2 separate regions of the Gasterosteus aculeatus genome follow, and region 2 is linked to region 1. Evidence: chromatin contacts called from public Hi-C data. All regions are on one chromosome and are shown on one strand. Each heading gives the region's core, a stretch centred on a gene start, on an enhancer-like site or on the middle of the called end of the contact. The rest is flanking DNA. Distances are from core to core; before and after follow the strand shown. Region 1 overlaps LOC144410380 (a long non-coding RNA gene). Region 2 holds the start of rapgef6 (Rap guanine nucleotide exchange factor (GEF) 6).

The links. A called contact is a pair of places that touch in the nucleus more often than the background predicts.
Region 2: a Hi-C map of skeletal muscle shows a contact between it and region 1, with 2.6 times the contacts expected there. The contact joins the promoter of rapgef6 here to the enhancer-like site in region 1. A contact is called at or near these places in 2 of 6 Hi-C or Micro-C datasets (both in skeletal muscle).

What each region holds. Positions count from the first base shown.
Region 1 is chr7:30,948,791-30,956,279 of fGasAcu3.hap1.1, reverse strand. LOC144410380 (a long non-coding RNA gene) reads right to left here. Exons shown (of 2, transcript XR_013468416.1): 2 at 1-78. Among protein-coding and RNA genes, the nearest start is that of LOC144410380, 7.7 kb to the right of the region's middle. Within about 2 kb of position 5,724, at least 8 of the 9 cell types and tissues checked have open chromatin away from gene starts, as enhancers often do.
Region 2 is chr7:31,023,911-31,031,420 of fGasAcu3.hap1.1, reverse strand. It overlaps rapgef6 (Rap guanine nucleotide exchange factor (GEF) 6), which reads right to left and starts at 4,728. Exons shown (of 30, transcript XM_078107003.1): 1 at 3,697-4,728. The coding sequence starts at 3,771. It overlaps fnip1 (folliculin interacting protein 1), which reads right to left. Exons shown (of 17, transcript XM_078107008.1): 14 at 7,357-7,510; 15 at 7,070-7,270; 16 at 6,882-6,997; 17 at 5,159-6,476. The coding sequence ends at 6,398.

The DNA.
Region 1 (7,489 bases), core at 4,475-6,974:
TTGATCAACCAATCAATGTGATAAATGAGCATAAAGGAGGCAACCAGATGGTGGAGGCGACCAGACCGCTTTGGTACCCTAGAAGAAAAAGAAAGATGGTTTCAGCTAAAGAAGACATTACGAATGTACAGAAACGGAGCACAAGATATCGCTGCATCTGTTAGGGGCGAAAAGGGTTTAGGGAAAGGAGGAAAATCACTGGACATCCAAAATAACCAAAACCTGAGACCAATCCGAACACATATTGTAATAAAACAGTTGCAGTATCGAGCAAAACTACAATAGGAACTATAAGAGAAGACGTGGTGAAGACCAACACAAACAAAACAAACTGTGTGTGTGTAACCAACTATGTTGCACAAGTATTTGGTTTAGTGGATCAGCATTCTGAACTATAAGACATATGAAAGCATGCGTATGAATGCATCTTCATATATATGTATAGATTTATTCTATGGGTTTCTTTGGTAATTATCTCTGCACGAGTGTCTGTGGGAGTGTGCATCTCTACGTGTGACCACAACTAATTTCACATTTTGCCGCTGCAAGAAAAACCTCATAATATTTCGTGAGGCTGAGCGCAGCACGACCATTGGACCGTTTGTGTTGCAAAGTGAGAATCGGTTATTAATATGGTGAGAATTGTTGTACCCCATGTAGTGTCCTCCGGGTATCTCACGGTGCATAGTGAAAAGTGTGCGTGCACGTACACTACACGTCTGTCGTTACCATGAAGTTGACATGTTGCCGCTGCAGTTCTAGCAGAAATGAAAGCCTTTAGGTAAATCACGAGGCGTGAACGCCTGTCAACACGACGCCATTCTGATTGTAACTAAGCGATAAAACCGCTGCAGCAGCACGTGTTCACACCAACGGAAAAGGTCAGTGAAGGAGGAAGCAGAACAACAACAAAGAAACACCCGAGGAAGTGCCTTTAACTGTCAAAAAGCACCTGGAATGTTTTAAGAAATGTAACACGCAGCTGACGTGGAGGTGTTGTTGAGGGTGGATGCTCGTGTTCCACCTGTTGCTACCTGCTGCGCTGTAACTAAAACACTGACTGTGTTCACTCTGAATACAGACAAATCATATTCAAAGTATTCAAATTATTTATTTTTAATTCTGGAAGCAAAGTTATATACCCAGGTAGTTTAATGTAGCTTGATGTTAGCTCAATGGTTACGCAACGTTAGCTTAACGTTAGCTTAACGTTATCTTAACAATGAGCTAACGTTAGCTTAACGTTAAGATAACGTTAGCTTAACAATGAGCTAACGTTAGCTTAACGTTAAGATAACGTTAGCTCAATGTTAAGATAACGTTAGCTCAATGTTAAGCTAACGTTAGCTTTTTACTTCTGCCGGCTGCATTCTAAACTATGTGTATGAATGTTTTTTGATTAACTATAAACTCTAATGGAACAAACCATAACGGCGCGGCTGTGTTCACGCCGTGTGACGTTGTTGTGAGTGTCGTGTGGAGCCGCTACAACGTTAGCACATCAATCCGGGTTCCGTTCAGAATTCTTTATTGTGTGTAATCCTGCATTGTCACAGGGTTATTCCCTCATTCCTTTTATATCCGTTTCTTGTTAATTAAATCCCAGTAACACTGTGTTTTTAACCAGCACGTGTTTCGTTTGTTGACTGAAGTTCAACCGATTAAGTTGCGTTGTTTCAGTACATGTTGGGAGCCAACGATTAAACACCAATGATCCACGCAGCGGCGTCTTTTTAATGCATCAGATGTTGTAAAGGTTATGGGTTGTTACCGTGACTACGGGGGAATATGATCCCTCAGAAAAGAGGTGTGGCGCTGAGACGCCCAAAACCACAGCGATGTGCCATGCGTGGGTGAGATGGCAGCAAACACACAACAAAACAACCCACAAAAGAGACATGCGTGTGTGCGCGCGGAGAAACAGGTTTGGTGCTTTCCATCTGGCGAGAGTAAACTTTGCACTTGACGCGCGCTCGTCTCTGCACACCGAAGATCAGCAGGACTCTGCAGCTTTATAGTTGGCGCCGTTTTCTCCTGAGAAGGCGTCTCGTATCTCGTCGTAGTTTCATTTTAGTTCATCTTTTTAGCTCAACATTTGGTCTGAAAATAAAGTCTTATAAAAGTAAATGGAAAACAGCATAACTTAACAAAACCCATGTGGCATATAATCAAAGGAAACATATTTTAAGTGGAAAATGAAACGTGTTCACAGTGGATTAAAGGCGTCCTTTATTCCTGCTAAACGAGCAGCAGCAGTTCATCCGATGGCACCGAGAAAGAAGCGCGCTCAGCAGCGCTTCCGAGCGCTCTCTGTTTGACCCCGCCGACAGGAAGTGGACACAGCCATCGTCTCTCGTCTGAGAGCCGCGGCGTGCCGAGGCAATAGATGAACCCCACAGACAGAAGAATGTGTTATAAACCACCCGACCCGACCGGAACCGTAAGGAAACGTCACCAGGCGACTGAACAGCTGACACTCTACGTCTCCAAGACAATAAAGTCTCTCTAATCGAAATAATGAGTATTCTCTGCGAGCACTTCTACTTCATACCGCACTTACTTTAACACACAAACCACGAGATTAGTGAAAGCTCGTAAAGTGGTTTGGATTGAGTCTGTCTAAAGTGGTGCCGTATGAACCGGATATATGCGCTAACTCACCGCTCCAGCGGTTAGTACTCATCTTGCACACAATTCCGTTCCCTATATTTAATATTTAACTAATACATCTGAAAACCTCCTCCACCAGTGCAAGTCAAAACAAACGCCCTCGACTGCATTCCAGTTTAATTATGGTGGAGCCTGCAGGTGGAGGAACCAGAACCGCTTGCTTACGGTAAACGACTAATTGGCGTTACATGATTGACGCAGCTTTAATCCCTAAGAGTCAGTCCCCCTTATAACAGGACCCGACATGTCGTGACTTCACGAGATGCCGTGACTCAGCTGACGATCAAACGCATCCAAAAGACGTAAAGTTACGTATTGGTTTCATCGTGACTCAAAGTCACTCACCAAAGGAGTTGTGTCATCACATGATTTCAGGATTGTAGAGCTGAATTAGGCTCTCGTTGGTGTGACTGGGGGGGTTTCTGGTTTCACGCGTCCACGTGGAGCTGGTCATTCTCCTCGCCGCGCGTCGCTCTGGTCCCGCGTCTCACCGCGGGACGGGCGGCTGGCGGAAGTTGTGGACTTTCCTCAGACGGAGGCAAAGAAAGGCAGGAAGCAGAAGTCGACCCGTTGGAGGTCTTATCTCAGTGATGCATGCGGCAATCTCAGGTCAGATTTATGTCGTCGGGCGGTTTGAGAGAGTCGTTCATAATACTTTTCCTTTCTACTAGATCAATAAATCTCAAGGTCCAACGGTTCTACTCGTCTTACGCTTAAACCCGGACCGTGATTGTCACAGCACAATTTCTAAGACTATTAATACTTATAGCAAAAACACTCGCTGAGTTTGCAAAAGTAAAAGCACAAACTCTGCTTTGAAGGAAGAGTAATGTAGGATATTAGAAACAAATTGACGATCCGGTTCATCAAATTTATTAAAAAGGCATATAGTGTACACCAGAATACAGCCATGATTCTGAAACTGTGTAATCAATAAAGTAATGACAATATTGTAAAACCACTGTAAATCTGCAACTGTACTAGAATAATACCAATGTAGTTATGATTGTATTTGATGTAATGTGATCAACTGGAATGCATGCATGTAATACTTGCACAACAACTGATATTGACTAAGGGTCATTCAAAATCCGAGTTACATTGAACTCACCAGAAGACTCCCAGAGGTGTGGACACTGCCTTTCACACCTTTAAGCATTGTTATAAATACCTGTAGGAACCATTGTTCTGGAGTTCGCTGGTGGAGGAACAGACGGGCACTAGGGATGGTCAAAGGACTGACCTGGGGCCTGTTGGTCGCTGAGACCAGCGGCTCCTCAGCTGAGATGTTCTTTTTAACACCATGACTTTTATTAAATACATTTGATTTTAACCTTTTGACCAGCGATGACCTCTGTCCGTCCAGCGTTTCTTCATTTTTGAACACAACAGTGAGAAATGGAATTACTGATGACATCAGAGCTACATGGTGGACCATGTAATCAACGAATGACCCCGAGGGAAGCCGGCCAGAACCCCCAAACCCAAACCCAAACCCTAACCCTTACTTGAGCCGCTGCACCGTAGCACCTTCAGGACATCTCCAAATGAGAAGCGGTTCAGTAGCACTGCCAGAATCTAATGAGACACACAACAACACACAACATTGTTACTTCACGTCCAGACGTGGGCAGAGGAAGAATGTTCACTGCAGAACGAGAGACCCATATAGTCAACATGGTGTGTGCAAATAATTCCATAAGGCTACAAGGAATAAAGGGATGACAAAACATACACAATGTGAGCATTTCTGTATTATGTCGTGTCCGAATCCGAATGAAACAAATCTACAGAGTCCCTTTTGGAAGAACAGACTATGTGCAGTAAGCTATGGTATCATTGGTGCTGCCGTGCTGCATTGAGAGTGATGGCGCCGGAGGCTCATGGGTCATGAGCTGCTTTTTGTGGATGAGGCGGGTTTAAACCTCACTAAAACAAGGAGGCCTGGATACGGCCTTCCAGAAGATGGGGCCTCGGACTGGAGGACATCGCACGTGATGCGATGTGGCCGGTCCCAGAGAGACGAGATGTGGGCGACTGTTTTTTTTTTTTTTTCCTCCTCAGTGAAATTACTATTTTAGTGTTTTGACTTGGAAAAAAAACACTTGTGCTTGTTTGTGTGTAAATAAACACCGATACGTGACGTTTGGATCCCTTTACAGAACTATGACAAAAGTATGACCTCAAACTGATGCAGCCTTCCTCGTGCGCATAGAAAGCAGAAGCCAGATGTGTTATTTACTCAGTGTGAACACAGCCGACAAACAGCCAGACAAAGCCGTAGAATAATAACTTGATCATCCACGCCGACGTGAATCATGTGACTCGAGCCGGTTCGAAGACTCAGACAAAACAGATTGAACAGAAGCATTTTTGTCTCAAGTATTTGTGGGTGTGTGTCTGGTAGAGATAGAGAGACAGAAGAGGAGGGAGGACGTGGGTGTGTAGAGAGAGAGAGAGATAGACACATGGTGATTATTAGTCGGCTGGTTTACTGGAAACACCACGGCTGTTTTTAGTTTAACATTAAACCTCTAATGGTGGGATCCACGTCCAGTTTTGGGGCATCTGAAATCACTTATTTCAGAACTGCTGTTTTCCTCTTCTGTGGATCTTATTTAGTAGCCACAGCCACTTTAAATCTAAACAACCTACAGCTCCATAAACTCTTTGTAGTTCATTTAGCGCACAGGTGTGAACCTTCTAAAAAGTACGTCATTGACAAAGTGACCTTGACCTTTTTGGGGGATGATTTAAGGAGGTGCAGTTCGGCTCATTTTGTCCGACGTGGAACGTCGCGTAATCCCAAAACACCAGAACACAGAGAGCAGAACCGCCACTCGCAGGGAGGTCAGGAGGTCGCAGCACTCATGTCTTGTTATTCAGTCTTTGTGTTGGAGACCCAAGTCATGCAAAGGGTTTAATCTTTAGTGTAAACAGGTTGCATTTGCCTGTGAGAAGTCACGTGACTTCCTGCAGGGAGAGAAGCCCTCTTGGCGGTTGGATGGTCTTCATGCGTAACCCTGTTGTGGGCTGCATGCCATCCCGCCAGCGTGTCCGCCCACTCCACACGCGTGTGTGTGTGTGTGTGTGTCTGTGTGCGCGGGGGAGGGTTGGATACTGTGTGTGGGTAGGAGAGAGAGAGAGAGAGAGAGAGAGAGAGAGAAACACGCACACAAACACTAGCTGAACCAACGGGTCAAACCAGTAAACAGTTCGGTGCCACGGTGTTGTCATGGCAACGGGACAACAAAGCATGTGGCGACTCGGCGCTGCCACTTTATTATCTGTCTGATCCAACTTTTAATTTTTTTTAATTTTTTTTACAGAAACGTCAAATTCCCGAGGCCGTTTTCTGCGGCTTCTTCTCGTAAATGTCACGTGACACTAATTTGTTTACAGGGCTGGTAAAAGGACAATAAAGTAGGAGTCGAATCGGAGGCCTTGAAACGTCATTGAGCAGAACAACAATCTACGGAATACATAATATGATATAATATTTTCTTGATTTTTCTAATATACTCGATGTGCATATTTGACATCTACCCGAGGTACTACTTCCAGCCATTGGACGCCTTTTAGGAACCTTATTGAAAACAGAAGTATGCGTTTTTTTTCCTTAAATCGTATCTATGATTGATCACCTCGTGCTTTGTGGCTGCATTCTATATTCCACCTGCTGTGTTTTCCATACGTAGACTCTGTCCTCCACAGTTTCCTCGATCAAACCCTTCCTCATTTTTACAACGTGCAAAGAGCGCGGCGGTTGTAATCTGTCTAGGCCCGTTTTTATTGCCCGTGCAGCTTTTCCTTTCCCTCACCTACAGAAGACCATCTTTAGCATCGTGGCTACGAGTGTGCGGCTATCCACCAGCCTCTTAAACCCCCCGTTGGGCGTTTAACGTTGAGATCTTGTCAAACTGCTGCAAAGAAAAAGTGATTGATAGTTTGTTCAGGGCGGATGTGGCTGAATACCAGGCAGACTGCCCCCCCAGAACCAGAACCAGGGGCTTCCTAAACGTGAGCGTCCACCCCGCTGGCACAGCAGAGCTGACCTAAGACAGTAAAACGCCAAAACATCCCGGGATTTTCTCTTAAAGCATCGGATGATTTTCAGATAAGACTACAAACAGACGCCGTTCGTTTTGTTTTTTTGACATGAAAATATGTGTTAATCTTCACTGCGGGCATCTCTGCGCGCCCGAGCCGTCTCCCGTGGGTGCGGTCGCAGGTGGGGGGGGGGAAGCGGAGAGCGGGAAGCCGGCCAGCGGAGGCTGAGCCTGCAGGCCGGCCGACCAGTTGAGAAGCATACCGTGAATGGTTACGGATGGCTTCGACAAAGAAAGGCATTCACGTGTTTGTCTGTGCATCGCTTGGTTTGTGCACGTGGCTCATCTCGTCCTCTGGTTCGTTTAAAACCAGGAACTTACTTTTCGCTGTGACGCCTTCCTGGTGGATTGTATCTATTTTCCAAGTCAAATGAATGAAAACGGCGGCGAAGCGGGTGGAAGAATTGCCTCGACATCGACTCCCCATCACATCACAGCTGCTCGCCGGCGTCGGAGGCGACAAAAATAGTCCTAATGTCGGATGTGACGCCTTTAATTTCTAGTTGTGCCACGTGTGATTGACAAACACAATGTGGTTCCTGCACACCAACTCAGTTTATTTATCAACTGCGCGCTACACAATGCATGGAAGGTGAAGCCCACAAAAGTGTGGAGAGTTTCAATAGGACGTTTTTTCAAAATCTTTATGAAAAACAAAATTGCTCAAAACGATTGTTTTCAAGCTGCACAGCTGCAGCGTGACAAACTGG
Region 2 (7,510 bases), core at 3,479-5,978, 76 kb before region 1:
GGACCTGTTTTACGAGGTCATGGAAGGCGTTTTAATGAGAACTGAGGCAGGTTCCTACACGGCCTCCTTCTGCTCAGAGGAACTGGAGAATCGTAGAAGGAGCAACGTTTTTATATTTATATATGAACCACATCAAGGCAATATGGTATTGAGGAGTTTCACTTAATCTTCATATAAACCCGTTTAACAATTAATCAATGTATGATGTTAAATATTAATAAAACACTGGATACAAATGCCATTTTTTTGCAGGATTTGTTTGTTTATCACCATAAATAAAATCACTAGTTTTTGTTCTTGGATGGATTTATATCACAGCAGCCATGAAATAGATTTTTTAAATTGTGTACGACCAGCACGGATGCGTTTCATCACATATAGTTACATAAAGTTTAAATGTACTGTTTTTTGCTTGTTTGATTCCGATGTGTTAAATATTTTAAATGACGTCTCGTCACTGCACGGTGTCGTTTGCTGTTATGCGACTTTACTTAATAAGCAATAAACCTTTGTGACATTCAGACCACAGCTCAAACAAAGTGTGCGTCCGTGTTCGTCCTCGAGAGGAGAGCCGCCGATCGTCACCGGCTGACTCAACCCAAACAAGCCGCCTCCACCTGCAGCATCCGTCAGCATTCCTCACAGAGCAAACGGGTCAGGGCCGAAATACGTCTGTTCACGCCCGCCGCCCTGTGAGGAATGCAGCACGCACACACACACACACACACACGCAAGCAGCCAAACGTGCACGCACACCGGGAACACTGAGGCCGCTGTGCAGCGAGGGAAACCACAGGAGGAGCAGACGCGCTTACGTTCAAACAGCAGCCAGCGGGTGGAGAGGCCCGGGTGGTGCAGCTAATGCTAGATGCTAACACGTGTCTGGTCTCCGGCCCACGGGCCCTTCGGTTACATGGTGCCTTCATTGGCTCCACAAGGGAAGCTTTCAGGGGCCCAGGGTCAACGGAAGGCTGTGTTTATTCACCCATTTAAAACACACACACACAAACACACACAGCCACACACACACACACACACACACACACACACACACAGCCTGGGCTTCCCCTTCCCTGTTTCACACAGTCTCCCCTGTGTTTCATTTTGCAGTTTGTTGATGTTGTTCCGGGCATACGTGTGTGTGTGTGTGTGTGTGTGTGTGTGTGTGTGTGTGTGTGTGTGTGTGTGTGTTTTTACGTCGGACAGAACTTACTGAAACTTTACGGAGGGAAAAATAAAATTAGCATGAAGACGTTTTTTTATTTTGGATACATCTCTGGTCATGTTTGTGAGGTTTTGAACATGGATCCTCTGACGGTCAAATAGTGAAACTTCCCGTTTGGTTATTTTAAAAAGTAGCTCACTTCAAAGAGATCCAATCAGGTGACGGCTGTCGATCCCCGAGGCCCCCGGGGGCCACGACACACTCTGAAACACCGCCAAACAAACATCGCGTACTTTGAGTCCTGCCACCTTCATCCTCGATTTAAGTGGCGCGAAACGCAAAACGCACAAGATAATAAGAGCTTATAATTGGATGCATGAAAATATCAGTGAGTCTCCAGGACCAGTTGTCGACTGGGAGCGCTGGTTTCCCGCTAACCATCGATCAGTGGGACGAAGCCTCCCTTCACAGGATTATGACCTCCGACAAAGATGAAATATGAATGCTTCATATATTTTAGGCCAAAAGAGAGAAAAACACAGGAAGTAGAAGGACACAAACAGCTGTGCTGCTGAGAGGGTGAATCATTAATCCGCACCTGCAAACACACACAGACGTGTAGCTGTACAAAAGCAACACGGAGGCACAAAGATAGTGATGTAATATAACATACATGGCCACTTTTAAACATGTTTTAACAATGTATTTTTTGAGGGGCTGCAAATCCTGCTCAGAATCATATTTTAAAAAATTGAAATGCAAAATGAATGTTACGAAATCTCCCTGGCACGGCCTCTAAAGCACAAACTGAATGTACACATATAGACAACTCGATAGAACAGAGGCAGTATAATCCAAGTGGACGTCGTCATGACAACCACACCTGTTGGTTTGTGGACGGATGATTTGAAGCCTTGAGTTAAATTTCAGCCATGTTGGATTACGTTGTTGTTGTTTTTTCCCGCAACAAATGAACACAAGTGATCGTATTTGAAATGTGGAGGAGTGATGAAGAGACGCTGGTAACAACCTGTCCATCACAGTAAGCCCCGCCCTAAAGCCTCCCCTGCTTTATGTCGGTTTGTCTCTAAATGGTCCATCGTTTACCAAAAATGAACATCATGTTGCGTTGAAGAACACTTGAAACTAGAGAAAAGTTCCAAAAACATGACACCTTATGACTTCAACTTTAACCCGATTAGCATTGAGCGCACACACACACACGCAGACGCACACGCACTTGGCCTCCCTTCAGCAACGCGGCGTGTCTGGCTGGCACTGGGGGGGGGGGGGGGGGGGCGGGTGGAGTTATCAGCCAGCAAAGCCACAAACATCTGCACGTCAAAAACGTTCACATCAGCCACAGAGGCTGTGAAAACACCACGCCGGATTCCCGCGCTGCGCTTCTCCACCTCGCCCCTCCGTCGCCTCGCCTACCGAACGTTAACATACTCCACTGGGCCTCCAAAAGGGAAATTTCAAGGCACTTTGTTAAAACAGCCTTTTCAGTTTTTGCACCGGAGGACGACTACGATCCTCCATGACGTTACAGGCTGAATTCAACATGAATCCACAGGTCCATAGAGAACAGCACCGCGGCCATTCTTAAATGGTTCCACCATCGTCCCCGAGGCCGCTGTGATGGAAACATTTCAGCTTGTTTGTCTTCACCGCCTTTCCAAACGTGTGTTTTCAGCATCCCTGAAAACAGAGAGAAATAGAGGAGCTCTCCTCCGCTGCACGTGGGCGGGTGGAGCTAAATTTAGTGACTTTATCGCGGCGCCGGCGATCCACTTCACAGAGTCGTACACGAGTGGAACAAAACGCCTGCGTGGAGGCGCGAGAGGATCGCGGCGTCTAAAAAAAGGACCTGGAGGCTCTTTAAAAACTTGTTTTGTTCTTTGTGTCCTCTGACAGAGACCAGCAGGCAGCACGGAGCTCAATGCAGCGATGACCAGCCGGCTGCTTTCCACAGCTTCATGTGAGGAAGAGGAGGGAGAGGAGGAAGAGGTGGTGATTTTAAATCAACCGGCCTCCCTCGAGCTAAAGCGTTACACAAACTACCTCCTGAGTTTAGGAATACGTCCTCTGATGGGAGTTCACGGTGTGATGTTTGGTTTGGTTTTAATCGGCCTGCTGCCTGACCCAGAATGCATTGCAGTAAACCCTTTTTCAAAATGTAAGCATGTCATGGACCACAAGCTGACCCCTGAAAGCGTCTCTCAACGACCCAGTTGGGTCCCCGCACCTCCGTTTGGGTAGCAGCTTATGTAGTTGGCGCTGGACGCTTCAACTTTAGCTTAAAACATTTTTAAGTAAGTGTCACTCCTGCAAGGCTCAGTCAGAGACGTCATCGACGTTGGAAACAAACTATCCGGTTAGCTCAACGTCATTAGCAAGTGACGTAAAGTCTTACTGAGGGTAATTAACTGAAGTCAAAGTGAAGTGACAGCGGAGCGAAGCGGCAGCTAACTTTAGCACAGCGAAGCTAATGAGAAGAAGGAGGAGGAGAAAGCGATCGTTTTGTTTACCTCTGCGCTCCGCAGCGGGGGCGGTTTCTTCAAAGCCAGTTTGAAAGAAGTTTCCATGGCTCCGGTCATTTTCATCACTCCGGCTTCTTCCTCAAATTGTATTCCTTACTTTAACGCCGCATCGCCGCTGTTTTTGTATTTGTTAATCGCGGCCAAAACTAACTCACATCCGCCGCGGATCGAGCCGAGCTCCGAGCCCCGCGCTGCGGGCTCCGAGCATGGATGGATCTCCTTCTTCCCTCCGGGGAAAAGGAGAGGAACCAAAAGGAGAAAACTTTTTGGAAAACTACTACAAAAACAAGAAGAAGCCACTTAAAAGCGTGACAGGAAGTGAAATCCACGGGACGTGTAGAGTTGGAGCCCGCACATCTTTGGGTCAAACGGAACGTCCTCGGTAGCGCGCGACCGTCACATCCAGGAGTTGAGATTTCTTTTTAGGTCCCTCCCCCTGCGGAGCGGACGGTGACGACATCTGTCTCACGGCGACCGCGTCACGTTCAGGTGCTGTCCGAAATAAGGGGACTCTGGCGAGTGGAAGGTGGAATACTGAAAAGGTTGGATTTATTTGTATCGCCACAAATATTGCCGGATGAACACTAAACCTTTTCTTAACCCCTTATTTTGAATAAAGAAAAAATAATGTCAACAATATAAATGTACACACAAATTAATAGAATTCTTTTAAAGCTGAATTATTTATTACAAAGTTTTCCTCCTTTAGTGAAATATACACTTGATCAATTTAGTTATATCAGCATAATAGAATGCAAGTGTCAATTTTATTCAAAATATTTTTTTCTACATATTTTCAATATTTTTATTTGTAAGACATATCGTCTCGTTTCCTTTCTTTTTGAAGTTATATGTCGCTTCAACGGAATGAAGTGGTTTGGGTGGTGTAATTTACGAGCTTTGGAGGAGTCCTTTAACGCATTGTAGATCCTCTTTCTAACTTCTGACACCTCAATGTCCGCTGCCACAGAATGAAAATGAATCAAACCATTAAAACAAATTTGCAAAGACTTTCGAGGAAATAGCAGTTCTAACTCCAACCGCGTCTTGATTTCTCCACCGCTGGTTTTAATGGCAGGTCTCTGGAAGGTAAAGAGTCGGGACTCCTGACGGAGAGGAAGCATGTCTCATATCTCCTCATATCTCCCTTTCAGCCAGGAGGACACTCCTTCGTTTTATTGCGTGCGTGTGTTCGTTTTGTTTTACATCCCGTGCCGCAGAAGAGGGGTGGAGCCACTTCGAGGGAAGTGAACACAGAAAAAAAAAGTGGGTAAAATATGTGACCCAGATGGTGGAAGCAGTGAAAGTCAAAGTTTCACCAAGCCAAACAAGCGAATTTATTTACACATCTGTAAAAAAATGTTATATATATATATGTTTTATTATGAGTATTTTGAATTTTGCATACTTAATAAAAACAGAGAAGAAAAAAAATCCACTGAAAAAAAGATTCTTAAAATCGCCATCTTTATTGCACAACATTCCCATAAAATTGAGAAAAAAGATAATTGGAGGAGACATTCTGTACAAATACATGAAGTAAACAGGAGTATGTACAGTTTACATGAACCGCTTCACACAAAATAAGTTACTCGAACACAACGCGGACGTATAAAGTCTTTAGTCTTTATTCCCTAAAGGTGATGGCTGATGCGCAGCGTCTGGGATCGATTCCACCGACAGAAGATCTGTTAAGACCGGGCTCAGAATGTGGGGGGTTCAGAGGAAGAAATACAGGCCCCAAGATACCTGCCCTCGCAAGGACTCTTTTAATAATACAGGTGTTTGTTCTTTAACAAGCTTTGTCGTTATAAATTTTACCAAAGCAAATCAAATCAAATCAAATGAATCAAATCGCACTCAGACAAAAAAAAAAGAAAAAAAAAAAAAAGACAGAATCTTCCGTCGGCGTCGCTGGGAAACAAAAAGGATAAAAAGGTGCGCTGCTGTAGTTTAGTATCTTCGTGAGTGAAAATAGTGTTAACCAGTATATATATATATTATATATATATTTATTTATATTTCCTCCCACAGCGGCGTGTTTCCCCCCTTGAAGCCATGAACATCGTAAGAAAAAGGCGCCTATAAAAATGTGAAAATACTTCAGCATTTGGGTCGTTGAAGCGTTCTGATGCAAAAATGTTGTCGTGACGACGATCCGAATTTGTGACGAACGTTCCCTTTTGTTTTGAGGGAGAAGAACACAGCATGGAGTCCTCCGATTAAAAGAGCGGGAAGTCGTGACGTCACCGGCCCGTGAGGACGTCTGAGGTAGAGCTGGACCTGTGGTCAGAATGTTACAGCCCCTCTGAGCCCAAATAAAACCACCGCCAAACGAGACCTTTAAGAAATGTGGCTCGTAAACAAATGCATGAAAATAAGAAATAACAAAACTGGCAAGAGATTGATGATCTCAGAGATATTCACCCACAAGTGGTTTGAACCTCCGTCCCTTGTGTTTAAGATTGTACAAAGAGGAGAAAAGCAAAGAGAAGCAGCAGCAGGAACTCGGCTGTCGTCCTGAAGGTTCCTCCTCACCGCTGAGAAAGTCTTTGGTTTTTAGGTCCGAAAAGAAAACAGAGATTCTGTTTTCAACATTCAAGCAGCTGGAGGAGGTTGGTTCCGTTAGCCACCCTCCACCCCATGCAACCTCTGCACTACAGCACGTTGAGGGGGGGGGGGGGGGGGCTCACAGCAGGATCTGGGCCACGTAGGGGGAGTGGGTGCTGGCCACGGCCGCCAACAGGGGGAGGTCGCTGGACTCGATTCTGCAAACAAGACCAAAGAAATGGACTTAAAAATAAATGAATCATGTTGTTAATCCATTTGTATTTAGCTGTAGCCCCCGAGTATCTAAACCTTTATACACTTGCATGATTAAAGGGTTTTTTTTTCAGTTTGAATTTAGGCATTTCTGATTTTAACCTCATGTTCACGTCATCTAAGCTAACTATGCTAACGATGCACATTGAGCATCGTTTACTCTCCTGTTTTCTAACTAGTAGAATTATTTGTTGCTGCCCCCTGCTGGTTGTAGAAGGAGGAGCCATTTTTAGTAAGTATTATGTTACACATACATCTGCATTTACCCCCCCTCACAGTGCAGCACGTGGCGTGTGGTTGCACACTGTTCCCCTGTGGTCCTGTGGGGGGAGAGCGAGTGACCTTCTTACCCCAACACCATGCCCAGCTCCTTCACGTGCACTCTCGTCTGCCCCTTCAAGTACTCGGCGAGCATCTTACTCTTGAAGTAGATTTCCTGCAGCCGGTCCTCCAGGTGCATGATGCACTGAGGAGGAGAGGAGAGGTTAGTGGGGCTGTTGGCGGCGTTGGCGGTGCGCTGACGAGACGCCTCACGTACAAAGTTGGGCGAGAGGTTGAGCTTGTAGAGCTGGTGGGTGGACTGCAGCAGGCTGGACACCAGGCAGGACACCAGCACCTCCTTCCCCAGCTTGTTGGGGTCCATGGCCCGTCTCTGGCTGCTCACCACCTGCACCGTCCACCTGTCTGTGTCTGCTACGATGCAGACGGCCTCGGCTATGGGCTCGTCCAACACTGGGTGCTGCGGGGGGCAGATCAGCATGAGAGGCATGCAAAGAGGGGGCAAAAGGAAAGGTTGGGAGGGGGGGGGGCGTGGCAGTGCTTTACCTGAACAGCGTGGGTTAACTCAGCCGTGAGGCACTGCCGCAGCTTTTCGTCGCTAGGCAACCCGTGCAGTACGAAGTCCGGCACGTATGTGGGGCAGTAGCCCCCGAACAGAGACCGGCCGAAGTTTGCGATGCTCGGCTTCGAGTAGTTCTCC